Regions from separate parts of the Triticum aestivum genome. Here region 1 is linked to region 2. The links are chromatin contacts, called in public Hi-C maps. All regions are on one chromosome and are shown on one strand. The core of a region is the stretch at or near the end of the contact, and the rest is flanking DNA. Distances in the headings are between cores, read along the strand shown. Region 1 holds the start of LOC123078005 (AT-hook motif nuclear-localized protein 16). Region 2 has its middle 94 kb from the start of LOC123078002.

What was found. Hi-C and Micro-C count contacts between places; a contact is called where the count stands out from the background.
Region 1: a Hi-C map of leaf shows a contact between it and region 2, with 8 times the contacts expected there. The contact joins the promoter of LOC123078005 here to the enhancer-like site in region 2. A contact is called at or near these places in 4 of 5 Hi-C or Micro-C datasets (leaf and an unstated tissue).

The regions. Positions count from the first base shown.
Region 1 is chr3D:155,220,597-155,224,471 of IWGSC CS RefSeq v2.1, forward strand. LOC123078005 (AT-hook motif nuclear-localized protein 16) reads left to right here and starts at 1,347. Exons shown (of 1, transcript XM_044500389.1): 1 at 1,347-2,347. The coding sequence starts at 1,507. The coding sequence ends at 2,148. LOC123078004 (factor of DNA methylation 1) reads right to left here. Exons shown (of 7, transcript XM_044500388.1): 5 at 3,870-3,875; 6 at 3,544-3,759; 7 at 2,854-3,460. The coding sequence ends at 3,227.
Region 2 is chr3D:154,551,521-154,555,296 of IWGSC CS RefSeq v2.1, forward strand. No RefSeq gene overlaps it. Among protein-coding and RNA genes, the nearest start is that of LOC123078002, 94 kb to the left of the region's middle. Within about 2 kb of position 1,646, at least 4 of the 8 cell types and tissues checked have an H3K27ac peak or open chromatin away from gene starts, as enhancers often do.

The DNA of each region.
Region 1 (3,875 bases), core at 97-2,596, 670 kb after region 2:
AAATGTTTAATAATTTTAAAAATATGAGTGTTTTCAAATATTTTCCTTAAATTCAATTTTTTTTCAGGATTTAAAAAAATTGTTCGTGTTTCTTCAGTAATTTTAAAAATTATCATGTTTTCAAATATTGTTCTTAAATACAAAAAATGTTCAAGATTTTCACAAATTGTTCGTGTTTTTCAAAAATTGTTCGGAATGTTTTGGTTCTAAATTTCACAACTTTTCAAAAAATGTTCAGAATTTCGAAAATGTTGCCGTTTTCAAAAACTGTTCACTAATTTAAAAAAAGTTCATGTTCAATTTTTTCCTGGAGTTTCAAAAAATGTTCTAGTATAAAGAATTGTTCGCAAATTTCAATAAAGTGCTCAAAAATGTTTTGCGTTCAAAATTATCACAACTTTTCAAAAAAGGTACCCATTTCCAAAAATTATTCATAATATTTTAAAAAGGTTCCTGTTTCCATTTTTTCAGGATTTTCAAATAATGTTCCTGTTTCAAAAATATTTTTGAAATTTTGAAAATCTAAATGTTTTCAATTTTTGTTCGGGAGTTTAATTTTTTCACCTTTTGAAATTTTGTTCTGGAATTACAAAAATTTCCCCGTATCAAAAAATTGTTCATGATTTTCGAAAATGTGGCAGTTTTTAATAAAATTGTTCACGGTATTCAAAAGTAGTTGCGTTTCACAAAACATCCGGGTTGTTTTTTGTTTTGAAAAATGCGTTTGAAATTTCAAAAAAATCGGATCTGTGCTCGGTAGTTTGTGCTTAAAGGTTTGCGCTGTGTTGTGAGTATTAAAGCTTGCTATGTCTGCTGGTAGTAGCGCATTGACGCTAGGACGAGATTCTCGGTTCAATCCCAGCTCGGCGCTTTAATTTTTTGGCTACAGTTCTCGATCGGGTCTTTATTTTGGACCTACAGTTCTCAATCGGGCCGGCCCAATCGTAAACCGCCTGTGCGTGCGAGCGACGACCTGCCGCAGAGAGCGGCAGGTAGGAGCTCCCCAATTTCTGAACAGATCTGTTAGGTTCCTGCTGTTAAGTGGACGAATCGATCCCGGTTCCTTTGATATGCTCTTCCATATGCCCATTTCGACAAATGGATGTTTTTTCTGACACATGCGGTGTGGAGCCTGACTTGAAAATTTTGGTGCCGGCAGGACCATTGATTCTTGAGAATGATTCATCCCACAAAGCAATTTTAGTACTGTACCAAACATGAAGTAAAAGTGTAAAACATGAACCACCTCGCACAACAAACAGACGCGCCATACCTACTCTGCGCCGCGGAAAATGTTTTACAAAACACACACACAGTACAGTTGGGAGCTTGTTAGGATGTTCGAACACTTTACCACTAAACTACTCATCACGCGTATTTCCCTGCTTAACAGCTTATACTCGTACTTCGAACAACACCGACCCCGCCCTTAAAAAGCCATCTAACCCCTGTAATTAACCTCCACAAAGGACGTGCAGAAGCACACACAAAAATAATCTTTTTACCATGGGCATGGCCACCGCAGCCGCCGCGACGACGGCCGCTCCGGACAGGCTCCGGCAGCCGTGCAGGCCGAGGCCGGCGGCGCAGATCTCCTCCTCCAAGAACCGCGCGCCCAAGGCGCCCGTGGTGATCGCGCACGAGTGCCCCAGCGCGATGCGCGCCCACGTCCTGGAGGTGCCCGCCGGGCGCGACGTCCTGTCGTGCGTCGCGGCGTTCGCGCGGCGGGGGCGCTGCGGCGCGCTGGTGCTGGGCGCCGCCGGGCACGTCGCGGACGTCGTGCTCAGGGAGCCGGCGCTGGTGCTCCGGGGCACGACGGAGATCCTGAGCCTGGCAGGGTGCTTCTTCCCGTCTCCCTCGGCGTCAGCGGCGGGCGTCGCGGTGTTCCTGGCCGGGCCGCGAGGCAGCGTGCTGGGCGGCGCCGTCGCGGAGGGAGGGCTCGTGGCCGCCGGTCCGGTGGTGGTGATGGTGGCCACGTTTGTCGCGGCTGCGATCGACCGGTTGCCTCTGGTGAAGGGGGACGGATCCTCCAAGGCGGACGGGAGCGACGTGCACGGCGTGGCCGGACAGTGGCGGTGCGGCGGCCAGCCGCTGCAGCAACAGTGCGGATGGGCGCCGCTGCGTCGGAAGCTGGGCGCGAAGAGCTGAACCGTATGCACCGAGTGGAGAATATAGATTGGGCCGTCATATTGTTCGTTGGCAAGCAGGCCGAAGTGGAGTTTTGGTCCAAGCTTTGAAAAAAAAAATCCATGTTCTGCTTTTATCTTCTTTGGCTGTGAGACAACAGAAACTTTTCAATGTCTCGAAAGAAACACAAACTTTTCATGAAGATACAGTATTAAAAATACTCCCTACGTCCACAAACATGAGATGTTTTGGATATCTCAACATGGATTATATATACAGACTAAATGAGTGAACGTACATTTGATTGAGAAAAAAGGTAGAACATCTTATATTTGTGAACAGAGGGAGTAACATATAAGGTGCAATCTTGCATGGTAGCTGCAAAACATCCTAGAGCATTTTGTTATCTAGTGCCATGAATATCCCAACCATTGTCTTCATCCAAATGTTTATGCATTTATAAAATTCATCGAGAGTAAAAGGACAACATCCAATGTGATTCTAAAGCTCTCCTACTTTTGCGAGGAATGTCAATGCATCAGAAGTGCCTGCATCAGTAACCTTACCCAGCAAAGTTCCCTTGTAACTTGTTTTCAGTACCTTCTCTTTCTCTCACACCTAAACATCTTCCGATCAGCAAAAATGCAGCTTTCACCAAACAGCTCTAAAAGAAGACGTTTTGGCTCTCCAACTATCAAACTGACACATGCTCAAGATCGCTGAAGATGTCGCAACAAGATCGGGTACCACAACTCACAACATTGCACAGAAAAATAAAGATACATATATAATACTCCCTCCGCCCCGAATTACTTGTCTTAAATTTGTCTAGATAGATACTAGCGCTAGCTAGCAGCCAAATCTAAGACAAGCAATTTGAGAGGTAATATACACCTGCACAATCTACACGCACGCTAGCAGCCAAAGCCCAAAGGCTATTGTTGAGTATACTGATCATGTCAGTTCTGGAACAAACAGCATTAATCTGAAGAAGAGAATGTCATGCAGATAATACAACTCCCATGTCAGGACTCCTACTACAATGGCACCACCAGCAGGCATACACCCTACTAGAGCTAATAAAACAGCGCAGGGTTCATCAACCCCTCCTGCGCTTGCCGGGCACCTCCATCTGCTGGAAGATGAACCTCAGCACCTCTTTCATCGTCGCCTTACGGTTTTTCCTGAAATTCCACAGCTCTGACACCACGTACCTTCCGCTCGGGTTGTACTCGTTTACTTCGCTCAGAGCGGTCTTCACTGCATTGCACACATCGTCACCATATTCGATCCACAATTGCTTCAGTCTTGGGTCCTCATCATTTACAACTTCCTGCATTACCCGAGGATTGTTATGAAAAAACAGTAGCCTCTAACAATACAAAGGGGTTGAATGTAGATAAACTTAGTAGATACCTTGTCACTTCCGTCTTCAGCCTTAACAAACTTATAAGGATGCCAGGCTGGCTTCTTTATCTCCTCCTGCCAACTTGAGACCAGCTCTGCTGCCCTTGTCTCATAATCATCATTTCCATATTTTCTCTTGCATGCATTCTGAAAAGGTCTTTCATCAAGTTCGCCCATCCTTTTGATACCGATAGCTGTCCGCCCGCTGAGTATGTCCTCCAAACCCTGCTCATGGTGACAGTAACTATTCAATGAAAGAAAGCCAATTCATCAACTAATTTAAAATTCATTAGGTGCAAGGAAATTTCCAAACGCCGCAGAGAAAGGAGCAGTACCATTAT
Region 2 (3,776 bases), core at 396-2,895:
GTCTAAACAGAAACATGAGGTTCGCGCGATGGCTAGAATCACCAGACATTATCTAACCCACCAGGGATCGATTCGGAGCTCTATTTTTCGGAATATCCTATTTAACGCCCTTTGCGTCAAACTTCCGGCGCTTCGCACGGGCGAGGGACGTAATGGGCCGGCCCAGTTTTTACGCGTAGAATCGCCACTAGCCAACCGGTATTTTGTTTCTTTTACTGGGTTTTCTGTTTTCTTTTTTTTTCTGTTACTTTTTCTTCTTTTTCTTTCTTTTCTTTTTTGCGTATTTTGTTTCTTTTTTCTTTTTCTTTTTTCAATCTTATTTTATCTTTTTTAAACTATGTTCATGTTAAAAAATTGTTCTAAAATTTAGGAAAATGTTCATGCCTTTAAAAAATGGTCGAAATTTTGAAAATGGTAGTTTTTCAAAAATTGTTCATAAACTAAAAAATGTTCGCAACTTTTAAAAATGTTCTTGTTTTCAAAAAAATTCACTAATGCTTTTGTTCCAAATGTTCACAACATTTCAAGAAATTTTTGGGTGTTAAAAAAATGTTCGTGATTTTAAGAAGTGTTCATGCTTTCAAAAAATCTTTTTTTGAAATTTTAAGAAACGTTCTTCCTTCAAAAATTTGTTCACATTATCAAAAAATGTTCTTTCTTAAAAAAATATACAGGAATTTCAAAAACAATTTTGGTTTTTAAAATATTTTCACAATTTCAAAAGATCTCATTTATAAATGTTGTTCACAATTTCAAACAATGTTCTTGTTTTAAAAAAAATCACAGTTCCAGAAATTTGTTCATGTTTCAAAAAATGTTCAGGAATTTCAGAAAATATTCTCGTTTTCAAAATTTGTTAAGCATTTCAGAAAAATGTTTATTTTTTAAAAAATATTTATGATTTCAACATTTTGTTCGCAATTTGAACAAATATTCCCATGTTTAAAATTTTGCTCGCGTTTGCAAAAAAGCGTACAATACAAATTTTGTTTGCATTTAAAAAAATTTCATTGTTTAACTTTTTTTGTGTTTATTTAAAAAATGTTCCCCTTTTCCATTTTTATAAATTAGAAACTGTTCAGCATCTCAAAAAATATTCGTGTTTTTCATAATTTGTTTGTTTTGCCAAAACATTTTTGAAAATTGTTCGCGTTTTAGGAATCTATTTGGGGTTTGTAAATTTTGTTCGTGTTTCATTTTTAAATCATCTTCACTTTCCCAAATAATGGAATACAAAAAATGCAGCATAAAACTGCTCGCAATTTTCGAGAAATATTACAATATGTTTTCCAAATCTCATCGCTGTTGTCTGTTCTTAATTTCTGCACCTTCATGTGTAGTTGGTGGTGTGTGGTGTAGTGGCTAATGGCTCGCAGTTGTAGTGTGCGGGCGTGGGATCGATTCCTGGTACTCGTGCGAAAGGAAACAAAATAACTAGCGGGTTGGTGGGCTGGGCCAGTCGTGCGTCAACCATGTGCGTCGAGCTGCTGTATGAGGTATTGTGCGTCACATAGGAGCCCCCCCCCCTTTTCCCTCCCTATTTTTCTTCCTATGCGCTAATGTGCATGTGCCTTAATGGGCCTCCCCGACGCTTCTGCGAAAACATCTTCTCTCTCGCTTAACGCGAGATATAGCTCCCGCGCAAGTGCCGGTTACAGGCGTTTGTGTACCGGGTCCACACATCCCACACACGCTAGCTTAGTAATGGGCCGGCCCCTATACGGTAGAACTATTACCAGTTTTTGGAGCTTCTGGAAGGTTTCAGCTCATTTCTCCTACTTTCTTTTAATTTTCAGTTTTAAATTTTAATATTTAGGAACTTATTTTAGACCTGTAAATATTTTCAATTTTATGAACATTTTTCAAATCCATGATTTTTTAAAATTCATGAACTTCTTTAAAATCTGTGAACACTTTATAAATCTAGGAAGTTCTTTCAAATTCATGAACTTTTTAGGTTCATGGATATTATTTTTGAATTCTTGAATTTTTGTCAAGTTTGTGAAAAAAATTCAAATTTATGAACTTACTTAAAATCCATGAACATTCCCGAATCCGTGAAATGCATGATTTTTTTTCAAATTTACAAATATAATTCAAATATTAGATTTTTTTTTCCTAAAATCAATGGTCAACTGTGAACTGATCGAATTGGTGCTGCCTTGCTACCTAGCAAAGGGTTGTAGGGTTGGAATGGGCCTTCCTGACTCCTTGGCGAACACTTCTTCTCTCTCGCTTTATGCGAGATATAGCTCCCGCGCAAGTGCCGGTTACATGCGTTTGTGTACGGGGTGCACACACCCCACGCACACTAGCTTAGTAATGGGCCGGTCCATATACGCTAGTACTATTACAGGTTTTGGGAGCTTTTGGAAGGTTTCAGCTCATTTCTCTTACTTTTTTTTGTTTTTATTTTTCGGTTTTAAAATTTAATTTCTAAGAACTTCTTTTATACCTGTGAATATTTTTAATTTTATGAACATTTTTCAAATCTATGATTTATAAAAAAATCATGAACTTCTTGAAAATCTGTGAACACTTTATCAATCCGGGAAGTTCTTTCAAATTCATGGACTTTTTAGGTTCATGGATATTATTTTTGATTTTTGATTTTTTTCCAAGTTCGTGAATTTTTTTCAAATTCAGGAACTTACTTAAAATCCATGAAATCCATGATTTTTTTTTCAAATTTTCAAATATAATTCAAATATGAGATTTTGTGCTAAAAGTCAATGGTCAACTGTGAACCGGTCGAATGGTGTTGCCTTGCTACCTAGCAAAGGGTTGTTGGGTTGGCCCATGGGGTGCTGCCTCTCTACCTAGCGCAACGGGCATTGAGGAGGTGGTCTCCTACAGATAGATTACATTAACCATTCGATACCATTGTGGGTTTTGGTCCCGTTACTCGGAGGTTGGAACCTTTCTATCCTGAATTGTTTCTAATGAAACAAAAACACAATTGGTACATCTGAATCGTCAACCACCATAGAGTTTTCAAACTCAGGGACTGGGTCATGCAAAGGGTGACATGGCCCGCTTCCATGCATGCGCCATGGATGGCGGGAATGTGTCAGGTAATCTATCACATTCACGATAACATGTTGTTTGTGAATAGCGGTGTCATTCTCACTAAGGTAAATCTGGCAAAGCATAGGTGATAGAGTAGTAAAAATGTTGTTTCTATGATCACGAGGAAATAGTCCACCATTTGTTTATTGCGTGCTCGTTGGCTACTTAGCTACGATTTATGACATTTAACTTGCCCTCATCTTCTAGCATATCAAACATGTTTGAAAACTGACTGGAAGGGCCTAAAATATGGGCACCTAAAATATAGGCACGTATCTCTGTGAGAGTATGTGCATTGCTTTGAGAATTATGGAATTGTCGGAATGAATGTATTTTTAACATAGTAAAGGTCCATAATTTTTTGTAGGTTATCTTCCGAACTACATGATGGATTCATATGTGGTCCTTATTTCATCATGTAGAAGCGCGAGAGCTCGTGGTATACAGTTGCAACCAATGAAACATAGTAGAATAGGATTTATATAAGGGCAGTACTCTGCGCCGGTCAGCCGGCCCAAACTTTGGGCCGGTCCAACCCAGGCCGTTAGATGCGACGCATAGAAACCATCAGATCGAAGCATCCCGTCCCCACTCCCGCATCCCCCACGTGCACAACTCTCTCTCCCCCCTCCTCCCTCGGCAACACCGCCTCTCGCCGCGCAACTGACGGGGATTGCAACAAGGCTGCGGGTGAGCTCCATCTTCTG